3 separate regions of the Mus musculus genome follow, and all the other regions are linked to region 3. A link is a contact called in public HiChIP or PLAC-seq data. All regions are on one chromosome and are shown on one strand. The core of a region is the stretch at or near the end of the contact, and the rest is flanking DNA. Distances in the headings are between cores, read along the strand shown.

Evidence for each region. HiChIP or PLAC-seq counts read pairs in DNA pulled down with a chosen protein or histone mark.
Region 1: an H3K4me3 HiChIP or PLAC-seq map of bone marrow-derived macrophages shows a contact between it and region 3, with 3 times the contacts expected there. The contact joins the enhancer-like site here to the promoter of P2ry6 in region 3. A contact is called at or near these places in 1 of 15 datasets of contacts at CTCF or cohesin (large pre-B cells), 2 of 484 Hi-C or Micro-C datasets (B cells and embryonic stem cells), 5 of 115 datasets of contacts at active chromatin or transcription factors (bone marrow-derived macrophages, embryonic stem cells, large pre-B cells and 1 more) and 2 of 9 other capture datasets (liver and macrophages).
Region 2: a CTCF HiChIP or PLAC-seq map of large pre-B cells shows a contact between it and region 3, with 5 times the contacts expected there. The contact joins the enhancer-like site here to the promoter of P2ry6 in region 3. A contact is called at or near these places in 1 of 15 datasets of contacts at CTCF or cohesin (large pre-B cells), 5 of 115 datasets of contacts at active chromatin or transcription factors (the 230-238 cell line, T-cell acute lymphoblastic leukemia, bone marrow-derived dendritic cells and 2 more) and 1 of 9 other capture datasets (embryonic stem cells).

Annotation. Positions count from the first base shown.
Region 1 is chr7:101,502,209-101,505,383 of GRCm38.p6, forward strand. It overlaps Pde2a (phosphodiesterase 2A, cGMP-stimulated), which reads left to right. Exons shown (of 30, transcript NM_001143849.2): 11 at 326-394; 12 at 604-734; 13 at 1,091-1,202; 14 at 1,616-1,655; 15 at 1,764-1,827; 16 at 2,170-2,242; 17 at 2,363-2,540; 18 at 2,749-2,861. Among named protein-coding and RNA genes, the nearest start is that of Mir139, 28 kb to the left of the region's middle. Within about 2 kb of position 1,828, at least 37 of the 459 cell types and tissues checked have an H3K27ac peak or open chromatin away from gene starts, as enhancers often do. A contact at or near this core is called in bone marrow-derived macrophages, where this site is marked.
Region 2 is chr7:101,539,834-101,542,838 of GRCm38.p6, forward strand. No RefSeq gene overlaps it. Among named protein-coding and RNA genes, the nearest start is that of Gm35363, 2.9 kb to the left of the region's middle. Within about 2 kb of position 1,483, at least 46 of the 459 cell types and tissues checked have an H3K27ac peak or open chromatin away from gene starts, as enhancers often do. A contact at or near this core is called in T-cell acute lymphoblastic leukemia, where this site is marked.
Region 3 is chr7:100,962,889-100,965,771 of GRCm38.p6, forward strand. P2ry6 (pyrimidinergic receptor P2Y, G-protein coupled, 6) reads right to left here and starts at 1,478. Exons shown (of 3, transcript NM_183168.2): 1 at 1,331-1,478.

The sequences.
Region 1 (3,175 bases), core at 578-3,077, 540 kb after region 3:
AGTAGAAGCAAGCTCGTAGAGGAAGCCTTAGATGAGACAGGCTTGAGTGTTTCTAGACACGAACCTGTTAGAATCTCTTGAGATCAGTGAGACTCTTTGGGGTCTGCTTATCACTCTCTAGTTAGGGAAAACCCTCAAGTTCACTATTGATTACCAAGTCGTCCCTCTCCAACCCCCCCCCCCCACTTCTCTCCTCTGCTTCTCAGCATCAGCTCCATCCATTCCTGAACTGTTCAAAGGGTTTGTTGAAACTTCCAGACTTGGAAGGCAAGGATGGGTTGACCCAGGGAGAGCTGGGCCAACGGGGTCTCTCTTCACTTTCCAGTTGACCATGGGACGTCTGGGGCAGGTGGTGGAAGACAAGCAGTGTATCCAGTTGAAGGACCTAACCTCTGTAAGCCATGGCCATGCTGAGCCAAGGGAGAGGGAGGGGGAAACCCTTTGCTCAAGCCCCAGTGTCTTTGGAATGGGGTAGCCTAGAGATGGGGAGACAAGACCCAGACTTGGTGACACCCTGTCCTCGTGCCATAACGGGCTTCGGAGTGTGGTGAGAGCTAGGGAAGAGGCACACTGCCCCTCCTCACTGTTCCTTCATCTCTGCAGGACGATGTGCAACAGCTGCAAAACATGTTGGGTTGTGAGCTGCAGGCTATGCTGTGTGTCCCTGTCATCAGCCGAGCCACTGACCAGGTGGTGGCCCTGGCTTGCGCCTTCAACAAGCTTGGAGGAGATTTGTGAGTTTGAGAGTGGGGGTGTCATGGCACTATGGCAATAGCCCCAGGTTCTAGGGGGTCTGAAGTGGGAGGATCACGGGAGCCTAGAAGTTCCAGGCCAGCCTGAGCAACATGTACATAAGCCTGCCTCAAATAAACAGTGGCCTGAGGAGGAACCCACATTTTGGTCTGAGGGCAGTCAGAGCTTTCCCTAGAGCTCTGTGCCTGAAGGGGGAGAAGGCATGGTGTGTAGTCCCAGTGTGAAGAGTTTCATTAGCTGGCAGATAGGAGCTTCCTGGTAGCATGCAGGAAAGGAGAAAGGGGCCGAGAAGGCCATCTTCCCTGTCCTCTCTGCTGACCCCCAGCCCGACTTCCAGCTTCACAGATGAGGATGAACACGTGATCCAACACTGCTTCCACTACACAGGCACGGTGCTCACCAGCACCTTGGCCTTCCAGAAGGAGCAGAAGCTCAAGTGTGAGTGCCAGGTGAGTGCCTGCCTTGAGCTTTTCCCAAGAACCTGCGCGCGCCAGCCCCAGAAGGCTATCCACGAGGGTGATGCTGCCTGGGTTATCTAGGCCAGTGGCAGCACTGTGGCTGGGTAACCTAGTGACCTGGAAGTCCCTTAAAGAGAGAGAGGTCAGTATTTCCCTGGGCTCTAGGCATTGTCTGTGATTGCCCTCTAGTGTCTAACACGGGCACTACCACAACATCTGGGCAGCCAGAGGCAAAGGTGGCAGCCGTTTGAGACCCAAGAACTTCACTATTCTTCCCCAGCTCCTTCACTTAGTACCCAAAGGGTTTCATTAGGCACGTCAGTTGCCAGCCTGCTCTAGGAGCACTTGGGAAGGGATGAGAACATCCCGGGCCATCTTTACGATCTTCACTTCCTCCTTCCCAGGCTCTTCTCCAAGTGGCAAAGAACCTCTTCACCCACCTGGGTGAGTGATGTGTCTCCCACACAAGGCGTTTGGGGAGGAGGAGATGTGGAAGAGATGCTTGCCTGGCATTCCTCAGGTCTCACGTGCTTCTCCTTCCCCCTCCTCCAGATGATGTCTCTGTCCTGCTACAGGAGATCATCACGGAAGCCAGAAACCTCAGCAACGCAGAGATGTGAGCAGAAGTGGGGTGGTGCGGGAGGGGAAGTCTCAGCCCTCACCGCCTCTGCCCCCTCCCTACCTTCTTATCTGACATTTCCTTCTGCCTGGGCCCTTGTTTCAGCCAGGACAGCGCTAACTTTGCTTGCCATGGGTTTCTATGAAACCTAGTAGGAATTTAAAACAATACAATACAAAACAAATAAAAGGCAGATGGAGAGATGTTTGGAATTGTCCAGCTCCGAGGAGAGTGTCTCACTTTAGGACACTTTCCAGGGTCTCAGTAATCGCTACACTAGCCATATGTGGTGGTTCGAGAGGCGTCAGAACCCCACGAACCAACCTCTTCTCTCCACAGCTGCTCGGTGTTCCTGCTGGATCAGAACGAGCTGGTGGCCAAGGTGTTCGATGGTGGCGTTGTGGACGATGAGGTGAGGGAGTATGGAGGGTGTCCGGGAGTAAGCAAGAGGACCTGGGGGAAAAGCCACATTTGAAAAGTGTCTATACGGCAGGCTAACTTCTTGCTTTCTATTCCATCCCTGTTTGGGCAGAGTTATGAGATCCGCATCCCGGCGGACCAAGGCATCGCGGGCCACGTGGCGACTACGGGCCAGATCCTGAACATCCCAGATGCATATGCCCATCCGCTTTTCTATCGCGGCGTAGATGACAGCACTGGCTTCCGCACGCGCAACATTCTCTGCTTCCCTATCAAGAACGAGAACCAGGGTGCCGACTCGTGGTGGCCAGGGGCGGGGCCTGAAGGGGCTGTACGGGGGTGGAGCCGGGGCGGGGACTAGGGGAAAGTGGTTCTAGGGTCGGAACCTAAAGAGCCAGGGATTGTCTAGTCTTGAGCCATTTCTTCCAGAGGAGTTAGGAGAAGGCAGGTCTCACTGGACCCCTTCACCAGCGATTCCCATTTTCTCTCTCTTCCCAGAGGTCATTGGTGTGGCTGAGCTAGTGAACAAGATCAATGGGCCATGGTTCAGCAAGTTTGATGAGGACCTGGCCACAGCCTTCTCCATCTACTGTGGCATCAGCATCGCCCACGTGAGGGAGCGCTACTGGGGCGGGGAGGGTGTCCTTCTTCTATCCCCCACATCTGCTTTCTTCGCTCTGGCCTGTCTATGCTCAGGGCTCCGATCCCAGCGAGCGGGATGCTATGCAGCCCGCCATACATGCTGGCTGCCTCTAGTCGTTCAGCATGCAAAGCTGGGGATACTATTTCTGGTCCTGTCCAACCAGCTTCTGAGGATCATGAAAGAGAAAGGAAAAGAAACAAAACAAATCAAAACCCCACCTAGTTCTGCTGGGCTAGATGGGTATATATATGGTAGTACGTGATAGTATGGGCCTATAACCTT
Region 2 (3,005 bases), core at 233-2,732, 580 kb after region 3:
TTTGATCCCAGCATTCAACCGTCAGAGGTAGGCAAATCTCTGTAAGTGCCAATCTGATCTCCATATAGTTCTAGGCCAGGCCAGCTCGGGCTGCATGCCGACTACATCTCAGAAATAAGGCAGATAAAGCGCTTGCCTTGGATAGACCGCTTTGACGCAAGTGGGAGGAGCCAAGTTCACAGAAGCTGGATAGAAGAGCCGGAGTCTCCACACGGAGACAGGAGATGGAGACAGGAGATGGAGACAGGAGTCTCCAGCAGTGCAAAGGAAACCAGGCTGGCACACGTGTCAGGGACCAGCCAGAGCCTGTTTCAAATAAGGCAGAAGTGAGGACTGAAATTTTCTTATCTGAAATTGTCTTCACATGAGTGCTAAACATATGCATCCAACACACACACACACACACACACACACACACACACACACACACACACACAAAGAGAGAGAGAGAGAGAGAGAGAGAGAGAGAGCTCTATTACAGTTGTTCTAGAATTCACCTTGGACATCAGAATTCAAAGATGCTTATGTCCCTTCTATAAAATTTAATAGTATTTGCAGATAAACACTGTGCTTTAATCATCTCTAGATTACAATGACTCATACACTGCAAATGCTATGAAAACCATTGCTAGCCTGTATTTGTTAGGGAATAGCAACCCCCCCCCAAACAAATTCTGTACATGCCTGAGACCCCCCCCCCCCTTTTTTTTTTTCTGAGAAAGAGTTTCTTGGTGTAGACCAGGCTGGCCTTGAACTCAGATCCACCTGCATCTGCCTCCCAAGTGCTGTGATTAAAGGCATGTGCCACCATGGTCCAGTGAGACACATTTTTTTTTTCCTGGATTGTGTGTGTGTGTGTGTGTGTGTGTGTGTGTGTGTGTGTGTGTATGTATGTATGTATGTGTGTGTGTATGCTCACGCACACTCTGGATATTTTCAGCCTGCTATTATAGTAGGATCCACATGTCTAGAAGCCATAGTTACAGAGAGACAACTCTTATCTAAAATAAATATAAAAAGCCCTAGAGCCCTGACGTCAAATGGCCTCAGGCAGGTGCTTCCTCCAAGTCTGTGGAAGATAGGACTTCCTTTTGCTGCCCGGGCACATGACATATGGCCCAGTTTATAAATTATTGAATGCGCAGAGGTTTTACAGTCTTCAGTCAGAATTCTGTTGGGAACCTCCAAGTTGTCTCATTTCCTCTCTTGTTCCTGGTTTAAATTATCGGGACCCTGTGTAACTACCTGGAGAATCTCTGGGTAAATGACAAATTGTGATTTACAGAGAGCACTGACATCGTTCTTCAACTTATTAGTTCCCTTCCCTCAAGCATATTTTCCTCTTCTTTGGCTTGATAACTCACCTTCCTGGGAGGCAAGCTCTGGGAAGCAAGATTCTAGTCTGCATGAAGTTTTAGACCTGGCTTGAAAGATGTCAGTGCTCAGAAAGGCTTTGTTAAATATGCACCGCGCCCTCTCGTGGCTACAAGTGCTCGCTGTAGACTGGAAATGCTAAGCACAGGCTCCACTGCCCTACATCCCAGAGCAGCAAGTAGGTCTCTAAGCTCCTAGGCGTCTCCTGACGCTTGACTCGGCGGATTCAAAAGAACATTTTGTAACCCAAATGTAAAACGACTCTAACCCACACGTAAAAACAGTAAAAACTGTGCCATCTTCTCCCAAACACACCTACTTCAGCCAGGCTGTTCCTCAATAGCTTTCTCTTCACCTTTTTCTAAAGTAAAACCGGAATCGATTCAGTTTAGATTTTAACTCTAACAGAAAGGTCTGCTTCTGCTGAGTGGGCATCTGGAATTTTAATTATCTCAGCTTTCCCCGTGTCACGGGGCAAAGACCTTTAGCCTTTCTGTGGTATGGGCTTACTGGAGCTATTAATACTATGGGCTCCGCAACTCTTATTCGTCCTTGGGCACTACTGTCCTTCAGATATTGGTTTTGTTTGATCAAGAACCTTAGCAGAATCCTAACTTTTTGGGTACCCCGAAAAGCTCCTAATGTGGAGGAGGAGCGTGTTCCAAGTATGAATATGCATCTCCTGTAACCCGTCTCAGTTGAGGGATATTTTAAACGCGTGTAACAGAAGCTCGCACAGTAAGAGTGGGCTGCCGTGGAGCAGATTCATTCCAATTCAGCTACTGGTTCAGATTTGCTGTGTTTTGAAGACCAAGGAAGAAAAGAAAAAGAATAAGAGCCATCAAATCTTGCCCAAGCATGCCCTTTATCAGATGGAGTTCTGGTTAATTGTCTCCAGGTCCCCTAGGTATCTCGGAACAATGCACTTTCATCAGTTGGGATTTAGCCGGTAGATCTCTCAAAGCAACAGACATGAAGTTGGGAAAAAATTAAGAACAACAAAGAAATTAAATGACAGTGCATGTGCATTTAGTAGTCTTCATTAAAGCAAAAGCTTTGATGGGAATGCACCATGAATTTTAGTTAAAAGAGGACTGCGGGTCTTCCTCCCACACAGTAGAAACAAAAATGTAAATGTGATATTTTAGTTCCTGAAGGACCTTAGGTTTCAAATTTTAATGTTTGAAGGAGCCAAATGAAGCACAATATACAAATTCCATGTTTTTTTTTTCATTTACTGACATTCAAGAGACAGTGAATGCAAACATGAGTATTCTGCTGGCTGAATTATTCTGAAGAATCAATATTTTATAAACTGGTTCTTCTAGGTTTGTATAATACATATCCAAAATATTCCACTTGAAGTAAATACTTTTGTCACTATCTTTCTCTTAGGATCTCTTATTATCATACCTGCATGCATCATGCCCCAAACCTTCATAATCAAAATGATTGATTTAACAGTAATTTTCTAAAATTTAGAAATGTTTCTCAATCATAAATGGTGCGATAATGATGATGATGATGAGATGATTATGATAATGATGACGATGACAATTTTTGGATTTTCAAGACAGGACTGCACTGTGGCGCCCCCCCCCCCCCAAGCTGTCCTGGAATTCATTCTGTAT
Region 3 (2,883 bases), core at 228-2,727:
AAACTAACAAATAGTAAGGATATACCAAAAAAAGAAAAAAAGAAAGAAAGAAGAGAAGAGAAGAGAAGAGAAGAGAAGAGAAGAGAAGAGAAGAGAAGAGAAAAGAAAAAAAGAAAGAAGGAAAGAAAAAAATTTCTCCAGGCTGGCCTTGAACTCATTACGTAGCTGAGGATGACCTTGAATTTCTGATCCTCCTGCTTCTACATCCTGAGTAGGGGCATGACAGATACTCACTGCCATGCCCAGTATCTTGTAGTGCTGAGGATCCAGCCCAGGGCTTCAGACATGCTTTGCAACAAGCTGAGCTTCATCCTAGCCAAATGGAGTCTCAGCAGTAGAAACTCCCACTGGCACTGGAGCTACACACACTCACGAACTACACATCCACACCTTTGTCTTGCACACACATGCAGATGCACCATGGAAGGCATAGCACTTGGTACATGCATGTAATCCTAGCGCTGGGAAGGCTGCGCCAGGTACAAAGCTAGCTTCGTACGTTCCGGAGGTAGCAGTACCAAATATGGGGCGCCTGCCTGCCTTTCCTCCGTCAGGATCAGCAGAGGCAAATGTGAACAGAAACCCTCAGAAGGATTTAGCCCTGCTCCCAGATACATCCAATTACTCTGCTTTTCTTCCCCTTAACAAGCAGTGCCTGGACTCAGGGAATCCGTTTTCCCAGTGGAGTTAACCTCAGGCTACATTGTATTTTAGCATCCTTCCTGCTAGTTCCTGCCAAGGCGCCTGAGCAGCTCTGAGAGTCCCGCCCAGCCCCTCCCCAAGGGACCCTCTTTACTCTCTAAAATTTGACACACACAGAGTTTTGGGTTTTTTTTTTTTTTTTTTTGAGATAGGATCTTTCTGACCTGCAACACACAAGAGATGCACTATGCAGAAGAGGCTAGTCTTGAACTCACAGAGATTGCCTACCTCTGCTGGGATTAAACACATTTATATGCTATATCATCTAGCATAGACAATACTCAGGCACATGCTCAGCTACTTGAACTCACAGGTAAGAAGTTGAGGCCCAGAAAGGGGAAAAAATGTCATGTTTCATTCAGAAGTCAAACTCTGACCTCTGCCTCAGTATTCCACCTCCCCACCCAAGACACAGTCAGGTCCCCATTTCCTTGCCTCCTCCACTCCAGGCCTCTGTGCCTTGTCCCCCGGTGTTGTGCAGCCTAGTTCTGGGCAGAACTTGGTAGAGGAAATAAGAGGAAGGGAGAAGGCCCCACACCCACCCACACCTGCTCAGCCTTCTGCACCCAGCCCGGGACTGCAATGGTGTGCACAGCGGGCAAACACTGGAGGAGGGAAGCACCCTTACCTGAAAACTCCCTCTGACACAGCAACCGCCTGCAAGCCATGAGAACTGGAGCAAGCTAGACTCCCGAAGCAGCCCCTGCCACCAGGCAGTTCTTGTGCCCCAGAGTGCAGGAGTCTGGGAGGTGGCAGATGAGGTAACTGGGACTACCAGGAGGGGAAGTGACACTGTCTCTCAGGCCTCAATCTGGAGATCTTGCTCAAGTGTCTGGCACAAGGCTGAGTCAGCCACTGCCGGACTAGGAGCAAGTCACCCCTAGCTCTGCCCACTCAGCCTAGCGATGGGGACCGTCGGACCATCAGTTTAGCCTGAGGGTTCCTGGGAAGATGGAAGGAGGGAGCACTCAAGGCCCAGGGCTGGGCACAGGGAGGCTCCTAGCTACACACCAGCTCCCCTCCTGGCCTCTCTCAAGTTTGGACAGAGCCTGGCTCCTGCTCATTACTGCCACAGGGAACAATTACCCTGGTTTCTCAGCAGTGCCTGGAAGGCTCATTAAGAGAGACCCAGACCCCAAGATTAAGGAATCTGTTGTCTGTGACTCCAACCATGCATGTCCAGACACCACTCTCCAGGGACCAAGAATGGCTCCTCAGAAAGAGGGTGGCTTGGAAGAAGGGCAGAACAGGGGTGACTCTTCCTCCCTAACCTCCATCCATCCTGGGGCTTGGGCAGGACCAGCAGAAGGCAATGGATAGCTCTGCCTGGGTACTTGACTGGCCCGGACAGCCCCTCCCTGTCAATCGGATTATCCCCTATCCCCTTTCTCCTCGTCTGGTGTCATTTACTAGGAGTGAGAGTGCAGAGCAAAGTCTCTGATCGGAGGTGAGAGCTTTAGAGAAAAATCAAGAGAGGTGTGTTGAGTAGAGTTAGGGTCTCCTCAAGTGGACTGAACTAGGATTTACTAGGTCTCCGTTTCCTGTACCACTTTCTGTCTCTCTCTGGAGAAGTCCACCCAGCCTGGAGGAGACCGTACCTCAAGCCCTACAGGATGGAAGCAGGCCAGGAGCTAAGGCCAGGCAGGCTCCTGGGCCCTGCTTCAGTTCGGAACGCCAATGCTTTGATTTGTGCCCAGAGCCTGGCCTGCAAGCCCTCTGCAGGCCAGAAGAGGAAATACACCCTCTGACCTACCCCAGCAGAGGGGTGGCTCTGGGGCCTTGCCTGGGTTCCAAGACAAGGCAGAGGTGTCTTGTCCCTTGGTCCTCTTCCCTGGCATGTATACATGAAAGAAGAGCCTCACAGTGGAGTTGTGTGAGGGAGCTAACACAGCTCCAGGTGTAGGAAGATCAAGATTCCCTACACAAAGCTTGCTTGGTGGTCCTAGCCTGCCCCATCCCCTAGGCTCCCAACCAAGCCCATTTTTCATACTCTAAGCCCCAGAGGCAGAAAGCATTTTCCCTTAGCCCAAGGATAAGATGGCACTGGTTAACTCTGCTTGAATTTGCTGTGTGACCTTAACCAGTGTCTGTCCCTCTCTGGATCTCAGTTCTCCTATCTGTAAGATGTAGTAGTAATAGCAATAGTAATAGTAGCAGCTGCAGTAGTAAGAATGATGATGA